Regions from separate parts of the Triticum aestivum genome. Here region 1 is linked to region 2. Evidence: chromatin contacts called from public Hi-C data. All regions are on one chromosome and are shown on one strand. The core of a region is the stretch at or near the end of the contact, and the rest is flanking DNA. Distances in the headings are between cores, read along the strand shown.

What was found. Hi-C and Micro-C count contacts between places; a contact is called where the count stands out from the background.
Region 1: a contact with region 2 is called in a Hi-C map of leaf, with 5 times the contacts expected there. The contact joins the promoter of LOC123062455 here to the enhancer-like site in region 2. A contact is called at or near these places in 5 of 5 Hi-C or Micro-C datasets (leaf, root and an unstated tissue).

The regions. Positions count from the first base shown.
Region 1 is chr3A:596,319,474-596,327,397 of IWGSC CS RefSeq v2.1, forward strand. It overlaps LOC123062455 (protein NUCLEAR FUSION DEFECTIVE 4), which reads right to left and starts at 3,169. Exons shown (of 2, transcript XM_044485976.1): 1 at 1,942-3,169; 2 at 938-1,694. The coding sequence starts at 3,077. The coding sequence ends at 1,211. LOC123057021 (EP1-like glycoprotein 3) reads right to left here. Exons shown (of 2, transcript XM_044480200.1): 2 at 7,522-7,924. The coding sequence ends at 7,522.
Region 2 is chr3A:596,146,033-596,153,419 of IWGSC CS RefSeq v2.1, forward strand. No RefSeq gene overlaps it. Among protein-coding and RNA genes, the nearest start is that of LOC123058735, 120 kb to the left of the region's middle. Within about 2 kb of position 4,884, at least 6 of the 8 cell types and tissues checked have an H3K27ac peak or open chromatin away from gene starts, as enhancers often do. A contact at or near this core is called in leaf, where this site is marked.

The DNA.
Region 1 (7,924 bases), core at 1,919-4,418, 170 kb after region 2:
GGCCCATCCATGCAAGTACATGGGGAAGGAGGATGGAACTGAACTTTGCGTTTATCATTGCATTGCAACGCTATCGATCCAAGTCGAACAGCATGTGAGAGGACCACGAGCGAGGCCGATGCTGGATCCATCGATCGACCTACCAGCTTGAAGCCTTGAACATCCTTTAATGGCGGCCGCTGCCTCACATGCATCGCATGTCCGACCTTCGTGCGTGTAGTATAGATACTAGTAAAATGTCAGTGGTGCCATGCTCAGTTCCTGTTTATTGGTGATGCTGATTGGACGCATCGCATGCCAGTGATGCATGCTATTGTCGGAAGGGACGGGTCGATAGCAGATGGAACCCTACTGTGTGCCATGCTACATGGTCAAGACAAGATCCTGAAAGGCGGGTTACACTGTCACTCGAGCCATCAAGTCTAGAATTTTCGTTAATTTTCGTGATCTACGGAGCCTCCCTCGTCACCATTTTTCTACAGTTTGATTTGTTTATAAAATCATGTGATAACATCACAAGAATACGGCCTGGTGAGTTTTCCTTGATCTTCGCAGATTGACACCTTTCGTGCTGACTTACGGACACATACTTTGCGAAATGTTATGAACAATTATTGTAATTTGGAAGGTCCGCTATAAGCTTTCACTCCATCGCTCGTACATGTACGGATGTGCCCAACAGATTTTTCTCTACACGTATAGCTAGCTAACTCTAGCTGCCTACCTCACGAAACTACACAATCAATTAGTAGAATTCCACTTTCGTAATTAATCAAGCATATAAAAGTCTAAACAGGGCATCCCTTGTTGCTTTCATGCACTAATTGTTAATTGCAGCTCCAGGTACGTACACTACTCATCAACATCCCAACGTTGATACTCCTACATGCTGCCACCAAAACATGAAAAAAATAAAAGGAAATGAAGAAGCATTATATACTTGAAGAGAAAAAGGAAAAATCTGCTTTTCCTCAATCACTCTTTATATGCATATATATCTGCAGCGAAAAGGTGATGATCAACCTGCACAATATCTACTCAGTCCAGCTTGATCTGTGTACGCATCCCCTCCGTGGGATCGATCAGTCAAGAAGAGAAAAGCCATGAAAAAGAAGAAAACAAAAAGCTACATCGATCGCATCGCGGCAGACCGATGCTTCGTGTCTCCTAAGTTAATCAAATCACCCGCCATGGCCGCCGCCGTCAAGGGTCAAGCCTTCTGACGGGCGCCTAGGAAGTTAGCTACGCGCGACAGCCACTGTAACCTCACCGGCAGCCTGCCGGCGAAGCTGCGCGACCGGACGTAGAGCACGACGCAGAGCAGCGTGCCGACGACGCAGGTGGCGCCCCAGATGGCGAAGGTGGCCTGGTAGCAGCTGGCGCCGGCGCACGTGGCGGCGCCCCGCGCGCCAGCCTCCCGCTGGTACAGGAACGCCGAGAAGTAGCCGAAGCAGAGCGAGCCGACGGGGATGTTGGACACGAGGACGTTGTGGTTGACGCCGAAGTTCTTGGCGCCGAACAGCTCGCTCGTCGCCGACACCGCCACCGACGTGATGGCCCCCGTGCAGGTGCCGACGATGGCCGTGCTCGCGTACAGGAAGACGCTGCCCGGGTTGAGCAGCAGGAAGAAGGCGCACGCCATGGGCGCCATCAGCGACGCCATGGACCCCGTCCGCGATATGCTGTGCCCGCTTCTGCACCACAAACCAACAGATTCAGTTAGCTGCTGTTTCTGGAAACAAGTAACAAATTGCATGGACAAAAGCAGAGAAGATTCGACTCTAGAACTAGAAGTTGTTGATAGTTACAAGTTTCCCATTTAAAAGGACCCCCATGAATCCTGGAGGGAGACTCCAAGAAGATCCCAAGGGCCCAATCAGACGAAAATAAGCATTAATCTAATCATGCATGTGTGTGTGGAAAGAATGGTGAAGTGCTTACTTTGCAGAGTAGTAGTCCATGAAGGACGGGAGGAGGCGACCGAAGAAGCCGAAGGAAGACGACAGGGAGACCAGAGTGGAAGTCTGGCCGAGACCTCGCGACTCGGCAATCTGCCCCAGATTGTTGAGGAAGACCAGGCCCAGGGTGCCGCTGAACATGTAGCTGAAGAAGTAGAGCCAGAAGTCCGGCTTCTTGAGCAGCTGGAGGCCTCCGATCTCCTCCTGTGGATTCTCCTCCGCCACGACGATCTCCTCCTCCTTGGTCTCGAGGTCCATCACCTCGATGACGACCACGGCGTCGTCGGTGCCGAGATCGTGGATCCTGTTCTCGCGCTTGGCCTCCCAGATCTTGTTCATGCTCTCGCGGATCTTGAGGGCCGCCGGGATGAGCATGGGCACGGCCAGAAGCACGCTGAGGCTCACCATGTGCTCCCTGGACGACAGCCCGCTGGCCGTGGAGCCGATGCTGCCGACCACGGCGCACGCGCCCGTGGCGAGCGTGATGGCGAACATGACGAGGAATGCCGTGTCCGTGCTCGCCATGGAGTCGCTCTTGAGGTCGAACAGCCTGAGGGCCGGCGCCACGAACACGGTGACGATCATCGGCACCACGGCATTGAGGAGGAGGTACGTCTTGGCCTTGGAGTCGGCGAGGCGGGGCATGGTCTCGGCCAGGCTGGTGTACACCTTGGCGCTGAGGCCGAGGTAGCTGGTGGCGAGGCTGACGGCGACGCGGCTCCTGGACGCGAAGTTCTTGATGCAGAGGAGGTAGCAGACGGTGTTGATCCAGCAGATGCCGTTCCCGGCGAGGGCGGTGAGCAGGAACAGGTGCCAGCACTTGAGCGCGGGGCTGTCGAGGAAGAGGTACTGCACGCCATAGCCGACGAGGCCGAACGAGGCGCCGACGAAGGCGACGAGCGGGAGCGGCACGTAGAGCGCGGCGACCCCGGAGAACCAGCCGAAGAGCTTGCCGGCGTCGGAGGCGAAGGCGAGGAAGTTGAGCTGCACCTGGGAGATGCCCTTGAGCTCCTTGAGCTGCGACGAGTAGACGGGGAAGTCGGAGTTGGGGCCGTTGATGGTCTGCAGCCAGATGGTCCCGACGAGGCTCAGCCAGTGGGCCGAGGAAGGCGACGACATCGCCGGGGAGGGGAGAGCTGTACGTGCTCCGTCCGGGCTCAGGGGTGGTGGTGGTGGTGTTGGAGGCACTGGAGCTCTGATAATAATTATGGCCCGTGGCCGCTGGGTATTTATGCACCGCCGGTGGTAAACCAACCGGCGACTCCTCGTCCAAGTCGGATGGTTGTGGCTGTAAATCGCCGGCAATTAAGGGCCCGCTTCCGACGTGGCCGCGAGCTGCTGCCTCAGCTATGTGGCTTCTCCGTCAGCCAGTATACGGGCCGGACACAGTTAGGCCAGCAGTGCCAGGGCCGAGGTGTAACTGTCACGCCGATCCGGTCGAGCTCAGGACTCAGAATTCAGACCGCAGCCGGTTGCTTCCAAGTTTGCTCGGTGCTGCCGCGGCGAGACACCTGGTGGCCGCTGCTGCTCCAAGCTGACCAGCCTGAGCTGTCTAGCTAGCCAGAAATTAATGGCGGATGACCTATGGCAGGATCGAGCTCCTGGCCATGGTTACCCCGAGCTGGTTACGGTTTACCCGGCAGCCACGACGACAGGGAGACTGCAGGGTTCACAACTCATTTGGCCAGCCAGCTCTCATAGACGTCATGGCGATGAATCTGGCCGTCCCCGGACGCCGAAGCGAAACCAAACACGACGATCGCCGAGAGCCGAGATCGATCTCCGCGATCTGCGGCGTCGGCGGAACTTGGAAGCTCCCAAGATTGCGGCTTGGCTTCTTCCTTCCTGGCCCGACGCATATACAGTACATATATACCACAATACCTGCCTAGTTTGAATCGGAAGCCGGAGCCGAACGGGACGCGTATCACGTATGTATGGTATGGACGAATTCGTACGATCGTATCCGACGACGAGTGGGGTTCAGTTTCGTCCGAGATATGGGAGGGCGACGGCGGACGGGCTCTTGCCATCTTGGAGATTCAGCCGGGCGTCGACGTGAAGGCGTTTCCCGCCACTCGGATCGACCTCAGCCCCGTTTTCAAATGCACTGAACCTCCGGGAGTCCGTGGCGCCTTGTCCCCCGGCGGTCACCCTCAGGCCGGGCGGCCACTTTCACCCGCCTGAGAAACATCGCCACGGTTTCCATGGCGCAGTAATGCCGCGTTCCCATCACCCCCCCGCAGGTACGGTTAAATCTCGGCGTCTCCGGCCACGCTCGCAGCCGCGGTTACTGTCGTCCCGCCTTGGCGCCATTAAAATGAACCCGCCATGACCTGCAGGCAACAGAGGTGATGTCAGGCCCGTAGGAGCGAGGCGTGTACAGGCTCCCAGCCATGTCTGAATGAATCTGGCGCTCGCACCCATGCCTCGGGCCGGCTTCGGCGTGAAGACGGATCCCGCCATTAATCGCCGTTCCCACGGCGTAACGGTGACATCAGGGCATACGGTGGCCGCCGGTATCTGGGAGGCGGGCTAGCTGCTCCTCTCCTCTCCTGTACCTGTACGGAGTGCAGTCTGACCATACCTGAGGCCTAACAAATGGAAAGGGATGGAATTCCATCTCGTTCTGCATTCAGACAGGACTTGGAGCTGGACTGACTGAACTGCCGTTTCCGTTCGTTCGACTAGATGCACGATGATGGGTGGCGTCGTGTTGGACTGGACGAACAGATGGAAACGTATACTCATGTCCAACACGCTTGATTTCCGAGATATCCAGAGGCCACGGTTGGCACGCGAATCACATTCATTCAGCCTTCAGGTTCAGGTTCAGGCTCAGAGCAACAAATAATCATGTACACGAATGTGAGATCACCCTGAGCAAATGCTGATCTCATCCGGTAATAATACATGAAAACGCCGTCAGAACATGAGAGGACAAGCCACATGGTAGGACTCAGAAAAGAGACTGCATATTCGGTTGCTCCGTCGTCTGAACCGCCGCGTCACAATCCTTTCGGTTGAATTTCAAAAAAGCATCCATGTGCAACCCTTATGCCAAAGTGATGTAGTCCATAGCTCAACATCCAGAGTTCAGAGTTTCGGTCCGACGAGTGGGAAGATTGGTAGGATGATGATCAACTGGTTCAAAAGGGGGTGAATGCAGGCCTAACCAACCTACCATCTACATTCTGCTGGCGTGAAGATACCACATGTCCCGCTTTGAGAAGCCAGTTAGGTGTGTGAAATCTGAAGCTCCAAGGCAGTTCAGATAGTCAAAACAACCTAAGTTCGCAATAAGGGATTGCCGTTTCTACGTGATATGTGTCAAAGGTCCAGTCAAGACTCGAGACTACACCACTTATTTGCTCATGATAACTCTCGTCATGATTCATGATTCAGAGTCCCTCACTCAACTATTTTGGCGGTGCCCATTCTCCGAGGCGACTCGGCTGCCGTCCTCGAGAATTTCCTCGTTCACTTCTTGCGTCCTTGAAGCAAGTCTTACTGGACATGACGGCTCTCTTCTGAATGCCGTAGTTTCTTGGAGGAACTGCACTGCTGATGCAGCGTCCCCGTCTCTCATCCGCCATGGGAAACACAGAGGACAAGGCCTTGGCGTGTCTCGAAATCCAAGTGAACTTCAGCAAGTGGGAGGACGCGATAGTTGAACCGCAGAGTGAGACCAAGCGAATTCAGGGGTGAAAGCTGAGAGGAACTCAGGGGTGAAACGTGTAACTGAGGGCGCAAAGACGTATCCAAGGTGGCGCGGCGCCGAGACCTCGCCTGCGGACAAGGAGAAGGAGGATTGAACGCCGCTCGGCCGCTGCCGTGACGGCGAGGAGGTGAAGAAGCCCTCTCCCGGCTGCCGGTGGGCAACGGCAGACCGAGAAGTCCGCTCCCCTCCGGCAAGTTCGCTTCGAATTACTTGCGCTGATCGCAAGTCGTAGGGACCAGTTGTCAGTGACACGGCGCGCCGTAAAACCTCTCGTCGGCCCAATTGAATATGTGGTCTGGGCCATTTGTTTTTGACTCGGGTTGGTCATAGCAGAGTGGGCTTTATTCTTTCCTTGCTGGGCCTCTTCCTACCAGAACTCTGCATATTTGGTGGCTTCCTGCCAAAATTCTTCGATATTTGGTGATTTCTATTTCGTGAAATTTCTTGTGTTTGCTACTTTCGGAATTTAAAGTTTCGTTTCCTGAAAATCTTGGTCCAGTTTTCAGAATATGAAACCGTCGAAAGAATTTGAACTTTCGGAAATTATGGAGCTTTTCAATGGGGTGAAATTGAGAACAAAGACACATGGCCGTGGGCCGCCAACAGTCAAAAAGGGAAAATGTGTGCGTGAGAGAGAGAACGGGGATGGGCCGCCAACAGTCAAAAAGGGAAAATGTGTGCGTGAGAGAGAGAACGGGGATGCCACGTGTTGGGGCCCACACCTTGATCGCATCCCGACAAAAAAAGAAGTCACTCCCCCCCCCCCCCCCCCCCGGCGCCCCCCGTGCCGACAAGACTTTTACCTGCGCACGGGGGCAACCCCTAGTGATTCCGTATTGGAGAAAGGAGCGTAAATAGAAAGATACACTCAATAAAGGAGTTTGCTGATAGTGTCCATTTTGTCGGGAAGCACACCCACATGTATCGATTAGAAAACCGCAATGCGGTAAATATATTTCCAACACTACTTGAGTAGTAATCTAAGATCATTACTTGTCAAGTAAGGAAAGACGAATATGTTTTGTTGGTTTCCAAATTAATTTACCATTTTTTTGGTCATACCCCAAATTTTGGTCCTTTTGTTTAGATACTTTGGCAAAGTTTTGGTATGCCCATACTAAATTTTCCACTCTTATTTCTTCCAATAGTGGCCGAATAACGGGCAAGCAAAACCCTCCCCAAAATGCTAAAGTTGGGCTCAAACCAAACATACCACATAGCATCGATATATATTGAATATGTGGTGTTGCAACAATATGGTATAGACAGCAGAAGCAATACTGAGCGACCTCGAGCAAAACAAATGATAAAAAATTAAAGTTGAAAATCCCTAAACTAAGGTCAAAACTTATTTCACTAATATCAAATATGAGATAAAACATCCCACTTTTTTCATGTGTAGATCCAAAGTCTTGTGAAAAAAATATGTACCTACAATACAAAATTAGTATCATTAAATTCATCATGAATTGTACTTCTTACTGATAGATACTGATAGTTCATTCTAAAAACTCGATCAAACATAGACATGTTTGACTTTCGAAAAACCTACTATGCACTACTTTGTGGAACGGAAGGAGCCTTGTTAATTTCAAAGTGCTTGGAAGTTACACATGGCCAAAATATCGAGTTAAGGTTTTGATTTTCAACAAAAAAGAAAATAATTTTCAAGTCCAAAGTTTTCAAATTATCAATGGGTTCGAATTTTCGAGTCTCAGAGGTTCTCCAGCTATGAAGTGCTGAGCTAGAATTAGAGGTATGGTTGCGCGCTCAGCTTAGCTGACGCCCAAGTTTTTTTTTCCCTATGATATTTGTACCACAGTTGATTTCATCCATCAGCTTCTATGAGTCTTGTACAGCTCCTCTGTCGCGGCCTGCTGCTTCCCCATCTTCTTCACAGGCATGCTCGTCGGCGGCGCGCCCACGAAGGCAGATGAAGTACGCGCAGAGCCCGCCAAACAAGAGCAGGCCGATCACATCCACTACGCCGAAGATGATCATGATCTTGGTGAGCGCCTCGTTTTTGGCATTGTAATCCTCTTCGTCTTCCCGACAGTTGCTCTTGCTCCCCTTGAGAACCTTCACCCAGTAGCTGTGCCCCTGGCCGTCGCCTCCGCCGATCACCTCCCTCGCCCCGGCCGTCAGCTCGTAGTGGGAGCAGACGCCGCTGCCGGCGAGGGCGTCGTCCTTCACGTGGAGCGCGGCGGCGCACGAGCAGTCGCGCAGGCACTGGTCCGCGCACTGC
Region 2 (7,387 bases), core at 3,634-6,133:
TCATGAACATTTTTCAAATTCGTGAACACTTTTACAAATTTTCGAACACTTTCTAAAATCAAGAACATTTCTTGAATTCATGGACATTTTATACTACTTGCAAACATTGTTTTTTAAAATTGTGAACATTTTTCTAAACATTTTTCTTGAGTCGGCAAACATTTCTAGAGCAATGAACTTTTTTGGAAATTGGCGGAACAATTTTTGAAATTCATGAACATATTTTGAAATGCATGATCATTTTTTGAATCAGCGAACCTCTTATGAATGAATAAACTATTTTGTAAGTCAGAGACAATTTTTTATTTTTAGGATATTTTTTCATTCATTAACATTTTTTTGAATTGGCAAAATTTTGTTCAATTTCAGTAAAAGTTTTTAACACACAAACTTTTTAAGAAATCTTGAACATTTTTTCATTTCCCGGCCATTTGTTTTCTGAATTTCAAACAGATTTTATTTTCAAAAAATCACAAACATTTTTGAATCCAGAAACATTTAATTGTTTAAAAGTTCTTAATTTTTAAAATTTCCAGAACTTTTTTGAAATCGCAAATTATTTAAAGTAGAAAAAACGAAGATGGAAAAGAAAAAAAGAATTTAAAAGTAGGCCGCCCAGACATTGGCCGGTCCAAACGGGAATGTTGGGCCTGCTCCCAGCGCGCAAAGCGCGGTATAGGAGGTCCGTACTGCATATAGGTCGGCTCAGGTGGAGGATTCCTCTGTGTAAAACGTTTTTATCGTGGCGCTTTTTAGGGATACTTATAGGTGGCATTGGTGGATAATATTTTGCAGTTTTCTGGGCAATTTCTGTGACGTACCGCCAGAATGAATAACCGCTTTATTATTAGATATAGATATAGACTAGTAAATATGTTCGTGTGTTGTAATGGGAGAAATATCGCACAACACATATGTTAGTGAACCATGCTAGTCATGCTTAAAACTTAAACAATTAATCTCATCGAGCTCAACATGAGGCCCGCCATCTGCAAGCTACTCTGTACGGAGCAAACGTATGATGGAATGGGTGAAGAAATTTTCTCCTTTTATAATTATATATATATATATATATATATATATATATATATATATATATATAATTAAGAAACCCATGCATTCACATGAATAAATATATTTGAAATTAAAAATAAGGCACGAAAGCAGCTAAATATGAACGTTTTTTTCATAAAATCATTTGGAACTAGCTTTTATTTAAGTGCATTTTCTAATATCCGTCGTCTTTTCTACTTCGATATAGAACTCCAAACCTTTCGCTTAATTCTTTCTACATTTATCAGAACTTCACCAAAAATATCGATATTTTTAGACCCTTTTAGATCCTACTCATATTCAAACCAGTTGAATTTAAATTCAAATGACTCTGAATTCAACTCTTCCAAATTGGGTAAAACTTCTTTTCCTGGGCTAAGTATAAATCTCAGGCTCCACGTAAAAAAATTGACATTTTATAAACCCCTGGCCATTTTTTCTTCTCTTTTCCTTCTCTCTAATTTCTGTAAATGGGAAATGGAGAAAAGCAGAAAAAGAAAGAAGGAGATGGAGCCAGCACAGCTCAACAGCACCTCCTGCCCGAGCGCCTCTCGCTCCTTTGTTGCTCTTCTCCAACTCGTCACGCTGGTCTCCTCCCAGCGACCGGTGCCGCCATGGCTCTACTCTAGCATCGCTCCTCGCCCCCAACTAGTATCCTCGTCGCAGACCGCCCGGATCTGGCCGCCTGCTGTCCGTCATGGTCAGTGGTGGCTCGGTTTGGCGGCGGTGATTGGAGACGCTGCTTTGCATTCGTCGCCCTGTTGCTTCTCGGCTCTGTCTCGGCCTTTCTCTTAGGCTGGGCCCCCATACTATTTTTTGTTGGATTCATGCGCCTCTCCTCTTTGATTGGCCTTATCCCATCCTCTTTTTGTTGGCTTGTTGGTTCTTGCAATTTGGAACGTATACAAGTTGCTAGGATTTGATGTAAAATGTCGGAGTGGGACTGTTAATTCAAATCTGGAATTTCGGCACAAACTCTGTTTGCTACAGCCAGAAGGGAGGGGAGGGCAGGTTGTGATGTTGAACATTTTTAGCGGCCCATAATAAAAAAATTAATGGCCCGTAATAAAAATTCTAGCCCGTTGACTTAGCCAGCTGCAAATATGACGCCGGCCGGGCAGAAGCAATAGCCCTTTTATTAATAGGTACAGATATAGATATCGATTAATGGACCCGATAAGGCCTTGTTCGTTTAATCCTCCTTCCAGCGGGATTGGAGTGGACTGGAGATGATTTTGGCTTGTAGGGGATCTAATCCCCCTCAAACCCTGCCATTCCCTTTCAAAAACCACCTCAACCGAATAAGGCCTAAGGCGTAACATGTGTAATGCATTTTATTTTGCTGTGTAATGCATTTTATTTTGCTGACACTAGTTAAGTGATCCCTTTTTCTCCAAATATCTGGACCATCTCTCATCCCTTTCCACGTAAATATACTGATATTGGTTGCGCATATCTTTCTGTCAATTAAGTGTACCTTGCCCTTAAAACAAAAGCGTGCTCCCGTGGCCGTGCCTCCTCATCATATCTGATTCTACTGACCTACTTCCTCCGTCCGGAAATACTTGTCATCAAAATGAATAAAAGGGGGTGTATCTAGATGTATTTTAGTTCTAGATACATCCTTTTTTATCCATTTTGATGACAAATATTTCCGGACTGAGGGAGTACTAGGTAAGGTCGACGACACCGATGAAGGCTCCAGCAGTTTAATGTGCCTTCTTTTTCTCAATTAATCGACGATGTCAGGGAGAGTTCTCCCTTGCCTACAGCGATGGAGAGGGCACCGCCCACGGCGGTAAGTTATGGTCGAAAAACTCGGCGATTGCCCTCCTTCCACGTCTCGACCAGAGACGGGAGAATGACCACGTACGCCGCGCGTGCTAGGCCCTAGGGTCTGCCCGCTTTGGCTCTCATCAATCAAGCTGGAGTAGCTTTCAGCGTTGGCCGTACCTACGTGCGGCGGGACCGCGGGAGAGCTTGGCACTAGCTTGGGAGTAGTAGTTAGCACAGTGCGCATCCTACGTATTCTAGCTAAGGATATACGCGAAATTGCATACACATTTGTTCTTGGATTGTCTCAGCGAAGCCGCGTGCATTGCCAGCATGCACGACTGACATGTAGGCAAAATGGAGCTGTCTTGACGCTCTACATGCACTACAAGTGCATGCTGTCGCTACCACTACAGATGAGTACGTACCGGTGAGCTAGCATGCATGAATTTAAAGATTTGTCCTTCTTCTAGGCTTCTAGAAGAGTATCTCATCATCAAGCCCTACCTCGTCGACCCACTTAGCTCTAGCAATATATAAATAGCTCACAAATATACGAGAGATTTTGACCGGGCCTATGGCTACTCACTCGGAAAGATGCAATGGAAATGCCCTGGAGAGAGGATTTTCTACCATGCACGAGACCTCCCGTGTATGCATCCACCTCCTTGCTTATCATTATGTGGGACCACTGACATCACCTATAACGTTTTTTCTTTTATCTAGCATACATTCACATGTTATTCTACTCACTAAGTTTCATCCAAATAAATAGATACATATTGTATGTTGAAATAAAAGTTTGATTTACATTCTGTTTGCGCAATTGTGTTTTTTCCGACAATATCTTTAAAACAAGACCAATATTGAATATATTTTTACAAAATATATATTTTTACAAGTAAACCACCAAGCTTCAAACTTGTTTCATACAAATTTATTAATTTGATATAAAAATTCAACAGTGAGTTATTCAAACAAAACTATGAACTTTAATAGTGTTTGACAACGTATCTCATAGTTTTGTGTACTTTTAATAGTGTTTCATTCTGTTTAAAATTTGATTATTTTTAGAACATGCTGAAACAAATTCAAAAGTGATCTTGTTTTAAAGTTCTCCTCGTCATAAACACAAATATGCAAACGGATCATAAATGGTACTTTTGGTTTAAAAGATAAAATAGTTTTAAACATGGAAATAAAATAACAAAGCATGGGGTGATGGAGCATAGGCTTGCATGTGGTCAGAGAAAGATCTGACAAACTACAAACAGCATTAATGGACAAGATCGAATCTCGAGAAAAAAATGAACGGCCCTCCCATGCACAGGACCTCCCGTGCATGGGAGAAATGTTCTTCTCAAATGCCCTGTCCCTGTTTAGTAGTATCAGTCCTAGTTACCGTCTACGGTCGGGAAAGGGCAGGTCAAAAAGGTGTATTCCCGCGGATAACTTTTGTGGAGACAGCACTTGGATCAGCAAAAAAGCCACCTCGATCAGTTTTTTCTTGTCCCGACAGTAACAACACTTGCATGGTGTATACTGCATCACATCTGCATCAGCATGATGCATACGGATACAATAAACACCGCCTGTTTGGGAATAGTAGATACACGTACTACTACAGTACACATAGCTAACAAAACAGACATATGCAAGCACGATCCAAACATTTAATACGTGTATCGGTGTACGGTTTCAGAGTCGCTGCAATGAAGGCCATGCCCTAGGGCGATCGGTTGAATGGCCCAGTTCGTCGATGCGCCGAGGGCGGGGCCGCTACGTGGGGGAGGCCCCAGCCAGCCAGCCAGCTAGCCGCCATCTCACTTGAAACGCGCACACGTGGGCACGTCCGATGCTGTGCTGGTGGCTCTGTAGCTCTGTTGCGACAGCTCGGCTAGCTAGCTCGCCTGTGATGCCGCGGTTTCCGTTTTGCTTCTGTTTCGGCGCGGTCGACCGACGTCGACCAAGCGTCGACGCGATCATGGCGTCACGGCGGCGTCACACGCGGACGAACCCCACAGACCGCTGTCCATGGGGGCGGGTCGACGTCCAATTGATTCGACATTCAATGGCTCGCCTGGAAATGCTTGGCCCACTGCCAGCAGCTTGCATGAGTAGTACTATGTACCGTGCGGAGGTCGTGATCGCCACACTCGCCTCCGCGAAACGGAATGGTCCACGGCGCGATCTACTCTTCATGCAGACCATGGTCAGCTTTTCTCTCATGTCTTTGGCGACAGAGCTGAGAACGTGAAATGTTTCCGTTCGACCGGGCCACCAAACCGCACCAACCCACCGCGGGCCGTGACTGCCGGCGGGCAGGGATTTTCCCGCAAAGCCGGCGCGGTCGGTCCACGACGCTTTTACCCATGGACGGCACGGGCGGCGCCGGGTAGCTATTACAGTCGTGCAAGACCGACGACAGCCAGAGGCCCAGAGCCAGGGCGGGCCTCCCAGCACTAGAGCCACCCGTGCCCTCTGGACGTCGACGCCCGTGCCAGGTCGGCGCGCGACCGGCCGGGCTCGGGTCGAACCGGAGAACGCACTATGATCCGGGGTATATGATTACGGCGGTGCGGCGGCCGTCGCTTTCCTTCCCATCCGCCTCTCTCGTCGCGCACAAGCACAATGGACTGCTCTGCTCGATCCGCTGCGCTGGGTGAGTGCGCGGCAGCTCCATCCTCCATGCATGCTATTTTCAGCTCGTTTCGTTCCTTGGCCCGTTTCCTCTCACTGTCGCTTTACGCGTCACAACTCGCGAGTGATCGGGGTTCATACCACCTTTCTTTGGCATGCACTCATGCAGGTCTCTTTTGTTGCATTATAGATGGGCTTAGCCTATATAAGACTATAATCTCTGATTAATCTCTAACGATCAATTTAGATGCATGACAAGTGGTGAAAAGTTTAGTATCATGTTGCTACAGTAAGAAAAGTGGTGCGCCTTTATAAGGTCTGCTCTATCACATGTCATTGGGAGCTTGGAAATATGAGTTGTACACATGCCCTCCGCCGCCGCCCGCCTTGCCTCGCCACGGCGCACGCGCGCTGCGGTTTGCGGGAATGAGCCCATCTACCTAACGACCTATATAAGAAGGCATGGGCCAGTGGAGTGAACCCTTAGCTCAGTTCACTCACTCCTTCTATGCTGTTTTCGGCGATTCCATTTCAACGACCGCGTGCACGCTTGGTCGGGAGAGCAGGTGCCTCTAGAACCCTGTCGTTCGAGATCCTGCCCGGAAGAACGACAATAAGATTTTTGGGAAGCGTCTCGACGCGATTGCTCCCGATCCATCCCTGTCTCAGTCCACCTCCACATCCACTATTTTCCCTAGATCGACTCCATGGCTGACGACGAAGCCGCCAAGAAGAAGGCCTCGGCCGATGCCGAGGCTGCCGCTGTCGCTGCCGCGTTGGCCTGGCCAACCGGAGGGTATGACTCGTTCATCCCCTATTTGCTCGTTCATGTATTGGTCATATATATGATGTTTATAAATGTTTTGATTCTATGTACTATATGTGCTCACATGCTTAGATATCGATATAAGATGTATATCGTGTTTATCATGTTTACTGTATACTCGTGGATTAAATTAGTCAGAAAAGTGCTAATATTTCTAACATCTTTCCCTCCTCGCCCTTTCACGCGCACGCGCACGCGGTGCCAAAGGGTCCGGCATTTCCACTAACCGCTCCAGTCACTACGCAATGTTTCTCTTCTCCCCCCTTATCTGAATCGACCGTAGGCCGTAGCTATGCCTCCTCTGGTCTTTTCGGTTTAGCCATGACACCGATCTTTGCGGCCCATAACATAACACAAAGCGCATGCACACATGCATTCCGGGTTTAGAGCGCACACACGGCGCTCGCTGTCACTTTTACATGTGTGTGAGGGCATGTACAATGATTTATCTTAGGAGTGCCAGTAGGATAGATGATGAGGTGAAGAAAAAAGAACTAATTAAAAAAAATGTTTGTCTTCTCTTATTTAAAAGAAGACCAGAGATGATCTCTTAGCACAATATGTCACATCATGTTATTAGAAATTATACTCCCTCCGTCCGAAAATACTTGTCCGAGGAATGGATGTATCAAAGATATATTTTAGTTCTAGATACATCCATTTATATCCATTTCTACGACAAATATTTCCGGATGGAGGAAGTACTACACTAGTTACTGAAGATAAAGCTAAAAAATGATTCATTGTAGATATTTTTTTTCATCCCTAAATTACACGTAAGATTTAAAAAAAATTGTCTTATCAACCATTGTACAGCATGCCCTGAAAAGGCTAAGCAGAGAATAAAGTGATCGCAATGCAACCGTATCAACGACCTATTTCACCGGCCGGCGTCACTGTAAACTACTCCTACCAGAAGTTGAGGCAACAATTATGAGTAATTACTAGTAAAAGCGAGCGAGCGTGTGATGATCACGTACGTAACTACACTAACTGCCATCTTCCTTGATGGCTCCAACTGAATGAAAAAAAAACCTTCCTTGATCGTTATTATGAGTGAACTAACCTACGCAGCGCACCACCGATGCCGTGCCG